Linked DNA regions of Zea mays: all the other regions are linked to region 1. The links are chromatin contacts, called in public Hi-C maps. All regions are on one chromosome and are shown on one strand. The core of a region is the stretch at or near the end of the contact, and the rest is flanking DNA. Distances in the headings are between cores, read along the strand shown. Region 1 holds the start of LOC100281827 (Mitochondrial import receptor subunit TOM20-4). Region 2 has its middle 67 kb from the start of LOC100278652. Region 3 overlaps LOC103652327 (alpha-glucosidase 2).

The links. Hi-C and Micro-C count contacts between places; a contact is called where the count stands out from the background.
Region 2: a Hi-C map of leaf shows a contact between it and region 1, with 5 times the contacts expected there. The contact joins the enhancer-like site here to the promoter of LOC100281827 in region 1. A contact is called at or near these places in 3 of 25 Hi-C or Micro-C datasets (bundle sheath and leaf).
Region 3: a contact with region 1 is called in a Hi-C map of leaf, with 1.8 times the contacts expected there. The contact joins the enhancer-like site here to the promoter of LOC100281827 in region 1. A contact is called at or near these places in 7 of 25 Hi-C or Micro-C datasets (ear, leaf, root tip and 1 more).

What each region holds. Positions count from the first base shown.
Region 1 is chr3:162,064,605-162,068,709 of Zm-B73-REFERENCE-NAM-5.0, forward strand. LOC100281827 (Mitochondrial import receptor subunit TOM20-4) reads right to left here and starts at 1,461. Exons shown (of 6, transcript NM_001368107.1): 1 at 1,193-1,461; 2 at 1,012-1,090. The coding sequence starts at 1,294.
Region 2 is chr3:161,926,943-161,930,992 of Zm-B73-REFERENCE-NAM-5.0, forward strand. No RefSeq gene overlaps it. Among protein-coding and RNA genes, the nearest start is that of LOC100278652, 67 kb to the left of the region's middle. Within about 2 kb of position 1,264, at least 7 of the 20 cell types and tissues checked have an H3K27ac peak or open chromatin away from gene starts, as enhancers often do. A contact at or near this core is called in leaf, where this site is marked.
Region 3 is chr3:162,252,951-162,257,091 of Zm-B73-REFERENCE-NAM-5.0, forward strand. LOC103652327 (alpha-glucosidase 2) reads right to left here. Exons shown (of 22, transcript XM_020550385.2): 17 at 3,983-4,039; 18 at 3,753-3,899; 19 at 3,578-3,669; 20 at 3,205-3,314; 21 at 3,060-3,123; 22 at 2,333-2,955. The coding sequence ends at 2,802. Among protein-coding and RNA genes, the nearest start is that of LOC103652327, 16 kb to the right of the region's middle. Within about 2 kb of position 1,846, at least 4 of the 20 cell types and tissues checked have an H3K27ac peak or open chromatin away from gene starts, as enhancers often do. A contact at or near this core is called in ear and leaf, where this site is marked.

The DNA of each region.
Region 1 (4,105 bases), core at 211-2,710:
AACATCTACAAAGTGGCATAAACCTAGACATACTCGCAGCACAATGTAATCCTATATGCGAACTCTGAATAGTAATAAAATTTAAACATACAACACCTTGAAATGTGAAAACCTGCATTCATGAAATCCTATACTCATAGCAGAACGCAGCAGGCATTCATGAAATATGAAAATCTGCATCTCGCATATAACTAAATATGGATAACAAGTGTTCGATCAAAATAACACTTTGCAGCAACAAACCATAACAAATATGATGTTACAATATGCTTCAGCAATCAGCATTCACAGTACCAAACGAGCAACCAACAAAAAAACGAGAAGCAACAAACCGGTCCCCAGATGATACATAAGCAATATAAGTCACTTAAATTGCAGTAACAGCTGGCTGCTGATTGTTAAAAAATGCCACAGATTTTTGTCGACAGGGTGCAACACACCCAACACAAATAAATTCCAGTTACAGTTTCAATATGCTATCAGGATTTTTCTAGCCAATACCCATGACACTGATGAATCAAAAGAACACTGAATAAGAGCAAAGCACATGATACAGAAAAGGAAGCTACCAAAAATAACACAAACAAAAAACATCCTTTGCTCTAGAACGGTTCTTTGGAACTGTTCGGCTTATTTGTATTAACATTGATCTCCTTGAATAATTCCTAGCCTCAACCGTGGAAAACGAACGATGCCTTAATTGAGAAAAACAGCACCAGCGCAGAAACATTTTCTGAGCATAATAGCAGTTGAGCCAACAAATTTCTTAAATGTCTGGGTCAGCAACACAGTGAAACGTTAAGTGGGGCGAACAATCCCGCCACATAAGGGCCTAACATACGATGACGGCACGGAATGAACTACAGATTTATGAATTCGTAAAACTCATTGAGATCCTAAGATCATTAGCCGGTACTGCAACAGTAATAAATCCTACAAAAAAACTACAAGTAGTACATCGAAACACCCAACCTAAAACAAGACGAATCCTCTAATCTGAGAAAACAATACCTTCAAGAAGCTTGAGGCTGTCGGGGCCGGTTCGGACCTGCGACAGCTCCAGCAGCGCGCCGCCCCACCGCGTCAGGTTCTGCGCGCACACAAGGAACACACAACCGGATCACATCGTAAAGGGTATGAACCAAGCGGCGGGAAAGCGACCGGGAAGAGGAGAGCTCGAGATGCATCGTACGTCGGCGTCGTTGGGGTTCTGCTCGTACGCGACCTCGGAGTTCTTGCAGGCCATCTCGAAGAAGAACAGCCGCTCAGCGTCGCTCATCCCTCCCATCTCCATGGCGGCCGGGGTGGGGTTCCGCGCTCCGGCGGCCGGATCCGATTCGGGGGGTTAGGGTTTTAGGCTCTCCTCTTCCTGTGCCCCGTCTCGCTTAGAATTGGGGAGAGCCGGAGCGCGGTGGTTGGCGGTGGGACGTGGCGTGCTGGTTTTCAGACAGGAGAGGGGATGGGGAGAGGCGATGGGGATCGACGCGGCCACAACGGTTGCGAATGGGGCTGAAGGGGAAAATATCTCTTGGCCCAGCTGCGCGGCTGAAGCACTAAAATTGAGCCCAGATGGCAAAGGCTCCATTGCTTGAAGAAAGAAGAAAAGGGCACAGTTCGTCTCAGAGTTTTCGCTGGCCCGTTTATTGTCATCTCTTCCAGAATTTTAGACTATCTCTATCAAATATCAATGTTCTCAAAATTTTATCCTATAAAAAATATATTCTCACAGCACTCTAAAATTTTTCCTACTCTATATCATCATAATCTCCAACAATATTCTCTAAAATTACTATATCCATATTTTCAACAACCATATTAACAGAAATTGTTTGCATCATTTTTTTCAACCGGATCAAATTAATTTTAAGTCATCAACTTATAAATTATGGTATACGTATGAATATTTTTGGAATCATTGTTTTTTTAATATTCATTTACAAGTTGGAAATCGTGTGTTATGTACATAAAAATAATAATTTCTTTAAGGCTTGTTTGTGAACTCTATTTTTCCAAAGAATTTCTATTTTCTCAAGTGAAAATGAACTAATTTCACTTAAAAAAATGAAAATCATAGCTAAATAGGAGATAAGATAAGAGATGAAATAGGAGATATGCTACTTCAAAGACTTAGATATAATCATAGCTAAAATTATAGTTTTACGAGGACTCTAAAAATAGACAATTTAGAGTATCTCCAACAATGTGTCCTATAAATACCATATAATTTAAAAAATAAGTATATTTTATATGATTTAGGAAACCAACAAAATATTCTACTCCAACAATAAAGCCCTAAATTTAGATTATAGGGCAGTCAAATACGGTGTAGTATATTTAAGGTACTTGAGATGGTGCCCTATACGTTTTTACAAAAAATTACAAAATAAGGCACTATTGGACTAGTTTTTTGTGTATAGAGTCATATATTTCGATTTGAGGCACTAGTTTGAGGCATTGTTGGAGATGCTTTTACTAAAACTCCATTTGGTTTAAGAGACTAAAGATGAATCTTTTAATTTTAGTCTTATTTAGTCCCTAAATAGTCAAACTATGGTATTAAAATAGGGACTAAACTGCTTAGTCCTTAGTTCCTCAAGGGGTGACTAAAAGGGACTAAACCATATTAATTTCACGGTTTGTCCCGCATTTATTTCAGTTGTACGAATGACGAGAGAATGTTAAGGGGCATTTTAGTTTCTTATGAGTCATTTAATGTGTTCTGAATACTTTTAGTCCCTATAACCAAACAAGGAAGGGACTAAACTTTAGTCGCTCAACGAAAGAAACCAAAGAGGCCCTAAATTATGGGGTAAACCAACATACTCTTCAGATATTGTCTATCAATATTTAAATCACCTCACGATAGGTCGAAATAAGATACATGTGTTTGTATAAAAAACAAAAAGTACAATACAGATGGGAGGTATGCTTTTAACAACATGACAAATATTTACTTGTGGGATAACATGCAAACAATGTTGGATGGTGTTGAGCCTTTGTATGTGTTTTTGAGATTTACGGATCAAGATAAATCTCTAACTCTTGGTGAGATGCTCATGCAATAAACTAACACCAAGAATACATACCTAAGTAAGTTCGCTCATGACAATGCGCGATATAATATGACCATGGAAGTGGTAGATTCAAGAATGGACATTGCCATGAGGGATACATATGTCCAAGCAGCTTGTGCCTTATACCCTTATGTCAGTTATAACATGGGTGTAAGTAATAATCTTATGACAGATCTCCGAAAGGGTGTGGAAACGATGTTTGATTTAAACACAATTGCAATAGCCCTTCAGGAGTATGAGTTCTTCAGAATAAAAAGAGGATAATTCTCGAGTGACCTGGCAAGGAGTATGGCAACCGACAGTAATATGTCTCCATCCAGTTGGTGGGCTATGTTTGGGTCAAAGACACCGACTCTACAATGTGTTGCAAAGCGGCTTCTTGCACAATGTGCTTCATCAAGTGGGTGTGAACGTAATTGGTCTACATTCTCTTTCATTCATATAAAGCTCCCCAACAAACTAGGGTACTAGAAGCTACATGAGTTGGTGTTCGTGAACTACAACCTACTTCGCATTCAACGTGCATCAGCTACGCCAGACCTAGTGAGTTTGACCCTACCTTAGCCTATATGGATATCTCATTACATATACATAATGAAGTCATCCGAGAATGGATGAAAGTCGCCTAGAGGAGGGGTGAATAGGGCGAAACTGAAATTCTCAAAAATAATCACAACTACAAGCCGGGTTAGCGTTAGAAATATAATAGAGTCCGCGAGAGAGGGTGCACAACAAATCGCAAGCGAATAAAGAGTGAGACACGTGGATTTATTTTACCGAGGTTCGGTTCTTGCAAACCTACTCCCCGTTGAGTAGGCCACAAAGGCCGGGTCTCTTTCAACCCTTACCCTCTCTCAAACGGTCCCTCGGACCGAGTGAGCTTTTCTTCTCAATCACTTGGAACACAAAGTTCCCACAAGGACCACCACAAGATTGGTGTCTCTTGCCTCAATTACAAGTGAGTTTGATCGCAGTGAAGAATCAAAGAAAGAAGAAAGCAATCCAAGCGCAAGAGCTCGAAAGAACACAAG
Region 2 (4,050 bases), core at 14-2,513, 140 kb before region 1:
TAGCCTCTCGATCCCCAAATTCTTCGTCTCTCTTCGACTCCACGTCGATTAGAGGAGTCTAGGTCGGCCAGCCCGAGCCTAGACACCACCTAGGATCTCTACTCCCCAACGGGGTCCCTCCCGGGAGCGAGATCCAGACGCCGTCTGCGATCTTCCGTCGTCCCTGCGTACGCGCGGACCGTCCGGCCCCAGGGCGCGGACCGTCCGGCCGTCAGGCAGGGAACCCGGGCTCCTGCACCAGGCCGCGGACCGTCCGGCCCCAGGCCGCGGACCGTCCGCCCCTGACCAGAGAGCACCGCCGCCTCGCACCAGGCCGCGGACCGTCCGGCCCCCGCGCGCGAACCGTCCGCCCCTGTGCAGAGAGCACTGCCGCTGGTTCTCTTGAGTAATTGGCGCCTCCAAAAAGGCGTCAACACATTCCATTCACAGTACTGTGACATCTTCAAGAGGTGCGAGTTCATTGGTGATTTCGACTCTGTTCTCGGTGTAGATCACCAGAATTTGGGGAGAACACACTGGAAACACATGAGCAGCTGGCCTGCAGTGCTAGAGTACATCGTCAGTATTCTCAACACATTGCGCACGCGACTCATGCAGAGCCAAGCATGTGATGGATTTACACGTGAAGGCCTCTTAGAAGCAGCGGAAAAGCCTTTGCGTCGTCTGTTCACGGTTGCTTCCGTTGTCTGCGTCCATCAGGTTAGAAAGTCACCGGAAATGCTCTTCTCTGTGTTGAACATGTACACATCACTCACGGATGCCACCCCTGCTCTCTGGGATGTATTCTACACTGATTCTATCAGCAGAGATGCAGAGGGTCTTCTTGCAAAACTGAAGGACTCTGCAACTGAGATAGTTAAGGAGCTCAGAAGCTTGGTTCAGAATTATAGCTCACGGAGAGCGGTGCAGGAGCAGGATGGAGGTATCATGTCACTCACTGCGTACCTCATGAGGTACATCAGGTTACTGACGAAGCATAAGAGTTCACTTGATACCATGCTTGGACATGGTCACACTGATCATCTATTGACAGTTGAGGTAATAATAAACCCAACAGCTCGTCTACTGCTTGAGCTCATTGCCGACCTGGATTCAGTGCTCGAGAAACAGACAGAATCATTTTCTTCTAGAGAACTACAGTGCTTGTTCTTGATGAACAACACGCATTTCGTACTCCAAGAAGTCAAGCGGTCAGATGTAAGGTTGATGGTAGGGTCCATGTGGATTGGAAAACGCCAGGACCGTTTCAAGAAACACATGAAGGGCTACCTGTCTGCGTCATGGGGACCAGTTATATCCAATTTAGAGACTGCAAAAGGCATGACACCTAGTAAAAGGCTCAAGACAAATGTCTTGAATTTCCTGCATAGCAGTCCCACTCCTGTGCAGAATTTCTCTTGGTCGTTCGATGAAACTTGCCAGACTCAGATGTCCCGGAAAGTACCCAGTCCAGTTCTTCGCGAAGAGCTTCGTGGGGAGATACTCGCGCTTCTTACTGGAGCATACCATGCATACTTGGAGAGGGTGAAGAACCCTGTAAAAGGAAATGCTGCAGATTTTAAGCTGGAGTGGAAGAGCAAAATCAACGAGTTGTTTGAAGGGTGAAATGGCACATTCATTTCTGCGCAGAATCGGAAAAGAAATGAGAATGCAGTACTAGTAGAGCCTTCACAGTGTGTAGTGTGTACCTTTGTTTTATGTCCTTGCATCTGTCCCTGTAATTGTCAACTGCTGAAGCTTCAGTGTTGTGATCTCCGGGCCTTGAGTGTTGTGATATCCAAGTATGCTGTATGCATAAATAACAAGATAATATTAAATGACAATAAAATTGCCACTGCCTCGTCAGTTAATGGCATATGCTATCCCGCCTCGTATTTGAATTGAAAGTCTATAGGCCCTTTCGATTTTTATGGAACGGTTGTGTAGAATGATTTCTAGCTGTATTGTTTGTCTAATTCATATATGCTTTGGTCACTTAGAACGATTCCTAGATACATTCTTGGACAAACAAAAAAGGCTTAAAAGTTTTGGCCTCGTTCATCACAAACAAATGAATACCCAGTGTAGGACCGGTAAGCCGACAAGAGGAGGTTGAATGAGAGCTAATCGGATTTTGCTTTCAAACACTGAAAATGAACACTTCACTTCAATTGAGATGAAGCAAGTACTCAAACCATGAACACATCAGCGAACGATTGATCTCAAAATTACAAAACGTTCCTAATACTCACATGAGACCAACAAAACAAACGGATCGCAAATCGGACACCAAAAAGTCCAATACAGAATCATCAACAAGTGTTGTTTTCAGCAGTACGAAATTTTGTTCTTGAATTCAAAGCTGAACCAAACGAACTCCGATTGAGATGAAATTTTACACACATCTGAGCAAATACGTTTCCAAGATCTTCCCAAATTTTGAGCTCAATCGGACTTGTGAATCACCCGCAGATTTAAAAATACATCCAGATATTAGGGTTTTGTTTGAGTTTCCTAGAACGAGTTCAAACTGAGTTTTTTCTCAAATCACGACTAAAATCTCCAACAACTAGGTGTATGCAGTGTTCAGTGCAACTACCACCAATCAATCTCCAAACCAAATCCTCTCAAAGGAATCAAATATTTTTCACCACCAACACAAGATTGAGGAAAAGGAGAAACCAAGAATATAAAACTTCAGAAATTCCAGCAAGGGTACAAACTGAGATTTGAAGCCAGAGAGCCCTATGGGACGACTGGCGACCCTTTCTCTGATTAAACTTGAAAATCAAGAACACAGTCGAAGAACAAAATCGCTACGGAACCCTCGGATCAACTGATGTCTACCTAGAGAGAAAACTAGGAGCTCTAGAATGAGTGCTCAAAACAAATGGCAGCCAAGAGATCCTGAACTAACCAGCCCTCCCCTCTATTTATAGAGGGTTATTCTCACTTTCTAAACTACCCTTATTTACATAGAGCCTATCCACTCTACCGGGGCGAAATGGACCAACTCCTAAGTTTTTGATCCGACGGCCACGCCCTTCACACGGAGTTGCTTCGTCGACGCATCCTCCGCAATCACGCCACTTGCTGCCACTGGTTCCCTCAGGAACTGTCACCGCCGAGTTTTGAGGCCCAAACTCAGCAAAACCCACCATATATAGCGCTGGGTGGTTTTGAGGCTCAAGCCACCAAACCGGTCGTGAGCACCGCACCTCGTGCACGTCCTCCACGATCAGACGCGTGTCCCGCCAGTCCTCGACCACGTCGGCAACACGGTCCACTCCACCATGTCCTCGCGCAAGTGTGTGTCCTAGGTGTCAGCCACCGCGGTTGGTCACCTGGCTGCTCTGGTCCGTCAGTCAAGACCCAGCACTCGCCCTTCACCGCTACCGGTCCATCAGCACGAGTCCACATGACCTTCACCTCAGCCGTCGACCATCGTTCCTGTGCTCCACACTTGCACACCACAACTCGACCGACATGGTTACACAAGCATAATCTGACACTCTGGTCAGTCCACTGACTACCCAGAGTGCTACCCGTTGACAATCACTCATCTTCAACCCGAACCACAAGGAACAAGTCAACCTTGTGCATGGTCGGTCGGGATTAAACATCTCCAACCTCGTCGGTGTCGGAATGAAACGGTAATTGCATTTTCCTAGCCTCGTCGGTTGAAGGGTTTGATCATAACTTCACCACAAACATGGATATGCCTGACAACTCTAGCCACATGATTGAAATCATACATAGAATTAATGGCATATGCTATCCCGCCACACATCTTAAAAATGCTCACATTATAATATGAATTCAGCAGCCTAGTCATTCATTACTCCACAAGATGTTGACACATCCAACCCTGTAGGGGAAGTTCATTTTCGTGTGGGCAAGTTCCTCTAAAAGCGACAACTAATATTATCGAAGTGGCATGTAAAACCCACTCTTATCACGTGGACATTGGTAGGTAGGGGTGATAATAGATCGCGATCTAAATGTTTTTATTTACAATTCGTTAGAATCCTAAATTAATTTTAGTTCAAAAATAAATAGAAACAGAGCATG
Region 3 (4,141 bases), core at 596-3,095, 190 kb after region 1:
TTCTCACTTCTTACTCTCAAGTGCTTTGTAAGCGAGGCAAGAGACACCAATTGTGTGGTAATCCTTGCGGGGTCTAAGTGACCCGTGAGATTAAGGAAGAAGCCTCACTCGGTCTAAGTGACCGTTTGAGAGAGGGAAAGGGTTGAAAGAGACCCGGTCTTTGTGACCACCTCAACGGGGACTAGGTTCTTTAGAACCGAACCTCGGTAAAACAAATCACCGTGTCATCCGCTTTATTTTCTTGGTTGATTTGTTTTCCCCTCTCTCCCGGACTCGGATTTTATTTTAACGCTAATCCCGGCTTGTAGTGTGTTTAAAGTTGTAAATTTCAGTTTCTGCCTATCCACCCCCCTCTAGGCGACTTTCAACGGTGATCATGATCGATGTGTCTGATAGGTCAATCGTAAACCTGAAATTAATCCTTTATTGCTTCAAATGGATGTCAGGGTTAAAAATAAACTTCCATAAAAATGAGGTTTACGTTTTCGAGGCAGCTCAACAAGAAATGGAAAGGATGGCCAATATGATTAATTGTAACCTGGGAGCTTTGCCGTTGAAATACCTAAGCATTCCTATTTCTATTGGTCGTCTAAAACCCTCGGCGTTCGGGCATATTGTGGGAAAGATGGAAAAAAGATTGGACCCTTGGAAAGGGAAACACCTATCTTCCGGGGGAGACTCATTTTGACCAATTCTTGTTTAAGTAGTCTACCGATTTATACTATGGGGTTCTACTTCTTTGGCAAGGTGCCAAAAACTCTAAAAAATACCACATGGAAAAATGGGATAGTTTGACCAGGCCAAAAGACTAAGGTGGTTTCGAAATCACAAACACTCTTCTGATGAACAAATGTTTACTTGTGAAATGGAACTGGAAACTATGACAAGGCTCGGATGATTTATGGTACAAGCTTATTAAAGCTAAATACATGAACATGAATAACTTTTTCCTTTCTAAAAATAAGGGAGTTTCTCAATTCTAGCAAGGTCTTCACAAGGTCAAGCACTTATTTTAATGGGGTGCGACAAACAAACAAAAAATGTGGAAGGGGCCCTTTTTTGGAAAGACATTTGGCTGGGAAGGGTCCCAATTAAAATCAAATATCCTAGATTCTTTGATATCTGCAGGGACAAGGACATTCCTGTTTCTGAATGCTGTGAGGGGGTGAGTGGAGCATAGATCTTGTGAGGCCTCTTACTGATTCTGAATTCTGTTTGTGGGAGGAGCTAAATTTTGAGCTTAGGGAGCACAACATCTCAAGTGATAGACTTAATGTTTTGGGCTCTAGACAATTCCCGCAGATTCACCACAAAATCCCTATATAGATTTAGAACCGATGGAGGTGCCAAAAACTCCGCGTATAAAAAATCTAGAAATACATGGTGCCCTTGATTAAGGTTTTTCTTTGGCAACTTTACAATGGAAAAATCCAAGCGGCCGCAGTGTTAGAAAAAAAGGGATGGAAGGGTAGCACACAATGTTCTCTGTGTGGGGGCAAGGAAACCGTTGATCACATCTTTCTTCAGTGTGTGCTATCGAAATATGTTTGGAGAAGCCTAGAAAATATTTTTGGTTGGGACTGTGTTGCGGTGAGCCTGTTTAACAAATGGGGAGGGGGCAATTCTCAGGCTGCTAGTACCTTTCATTTCTTTATTATGGCTGGGCTGGTTTGGGCCCTTTGGTGTAACAGAAACAAGATGGCAATTAGAAAAAAAATTCCTAACAGCACGTCAGTGGTCATCTACGATGTTGTGTCATTTTTGCAGAGTTAGAGTGTGCTACTCAAGACTGGGAACAGGCGCCGCTGGAGGATATGTTTGCGTGAGCAACAACCGGTTGCGGGACAATGCACTGACATTGGAGTGGTTTGGTTTGAAGATTGAAGACGAGTCCTTTTCATGTCTGGATTGTCTGCTTCGTTTTGTAGACTGGTCTTCTGTCTTTAAGAATTATGCTGTTAGTCGTCATCTGACAACCCCAGTTTTTCTTTCATCTTCTGTTTCCCTGCGAGGAGGCCTACCCTTTCTTGCTTTGCTGTTCCCCAGTGATGTAAACGCTGGTCATAATGCTTTCTTAAAAGCGGAGCTGTTTGCTCGTTTAAAAAAAAAACTGCTAACCACAACCTACGGCTATGACCAGTAGATCGTGCACATAGCCTTATAAAATACTGATTTGGTAGGTACACTGCACTATTTTCATAGTAAAGTTTAAAATAGGTACGAAGATGTATAAACTGCTGGAGCGCAAAGTAACACAGCAAGCGAAGTAGAGACGGTCACAGCATAGACATGGCCCGCTTTCCATTTCAAAACACGTGCCTTGCAACTTGCATTGTGTTGAACTGATTCTCTAGCAAGTAAATGCAAAGGTATAGGTCACATGCTCGGACCAGCAGGTTTCTTCGGGGATCATTGGGGGTGCAAATGGCCAAGCATAGTAAGAGTAGCAGTAGATTACACTCAATAGCAAGTAACAGCTCCACGTAGTGTCAGCTTTCAAGAACATGTTTTCCATATGCTCATGCTTTCCTGGGGTGGTTTTGGCCCCCCAAAATCAGTTCTTCGAGGAGCTAGTTTACAGTATGAGAGTGAACAGGGATGACCACTAACACTCTATAAATGATGCTGAACAGATTGACCAGGAGGTGTTGTCAAAATTTTCATGATTAAGGCAGCAGATGCTACGAATCAAACTATCCCAGTGTTCTGGTTGCAAACCGGGCTAAACAAGCGCCAGCTGCCAGCCCCTCCATTCCAATTGCCATAGCTATCTTCTGCTGTGGTTGTTCGCGATCTATATCTCACCTGTGCAATGTTGGGTAGGACTCCGCCATGATCAGAACAATGAGTGAAGTCCATCCAGTAAATGACCGTGCACCCTTTCCCTTTCCTTTGTCCTTCTGGTCATAGTTTTCCCAGAAGAAACCTGTTGCATCGTAATTCTGCACTATATTCCTGAAAATGTAAAAAAAACCAGGAAGTAGGCGTCAGCAATCTATTAGACAAGCTACAGTTCAGCTAGTTCACTTGGTTTCAACTCGAGAGAAGAATGAACACACCGGATAAGGTTTGATCTTAGCTTGTCATACAATTCCTTTGCCCTGCCGCTATATGGACCATCCTCTACAGGAAAGCAGAATGCTATATCATTATGCCAGCAGAAGGGTTTGCAAAGGGTATAAACTAGGCAATTAAAGAGCTTACTATGTGCATAGTGATGTAGTGCCGAAAGAACCATGTAGTTCATGTTTATCCAAATGGCACCTCTCCAATAAGGGGGGTCATGCTCTGTATTACGCTTCATATATATTGAACTGGACCATGTAAAAATAGATACTTCAGAACCCAGTTGTTGGATGACCAAATAATATAGCTATATAAACCATCTTGAACTACAGTAATAAGGCATTGGGAGCATGAATCAACTTTGACAATTCCATCTAACCACATTGAAGCCCATGACATGCATAAGGCAGGAAAACAATATCATATATGCTTCAGATATCCAAAACTTATGTTTTTGGGAGAAGGGTCGGGGTGGTGGGGGGGGGCATAGAAAAAATAATAGACCTTTTACCTTGTTCTAGAAAGTGATCGAAGGCCATAATCTGTCCACAATATAGATGTGTTAGATATCAGATTGAGCTGCTTCTCAAGAACCCATGATTCCTGATTAGTCAAATGTGATTATTAATTAGGATGGATATCAAAAAACCACTTAAGCGATAAACACAGGGAAGTAAAGAACATACAGGTGGAATAGTCCCCATCATGAATGGGAAGAGGCTGACATAGCCAACATGGGGTACTAACTGCAGCTGAGGGGCTTGTAATGTTCCTCGCAAGAACTCTCGTCTCATATTATTGTTGTCTTTCACATCAAACCATCTCATTCGAACCTACAAAAATAACCTCACAATCAAAGTTGATAACCATGTGTTGCAAACAAAGTGCCAAAGATCAGATGAAGCGCTGCACTGACCTTTTCAGTATGGTTACCATAATCAAAATAAGCACCAATTGTGTCATCCAAGTGTAACTGTAAAAATGCCAATAATTCAATAACTGAATGTAACAAGCAGTAGTCATTGGGTAGTTTGGTTTTTTGAACTAAACCAATATTGTCTCAAAGGCACAATCA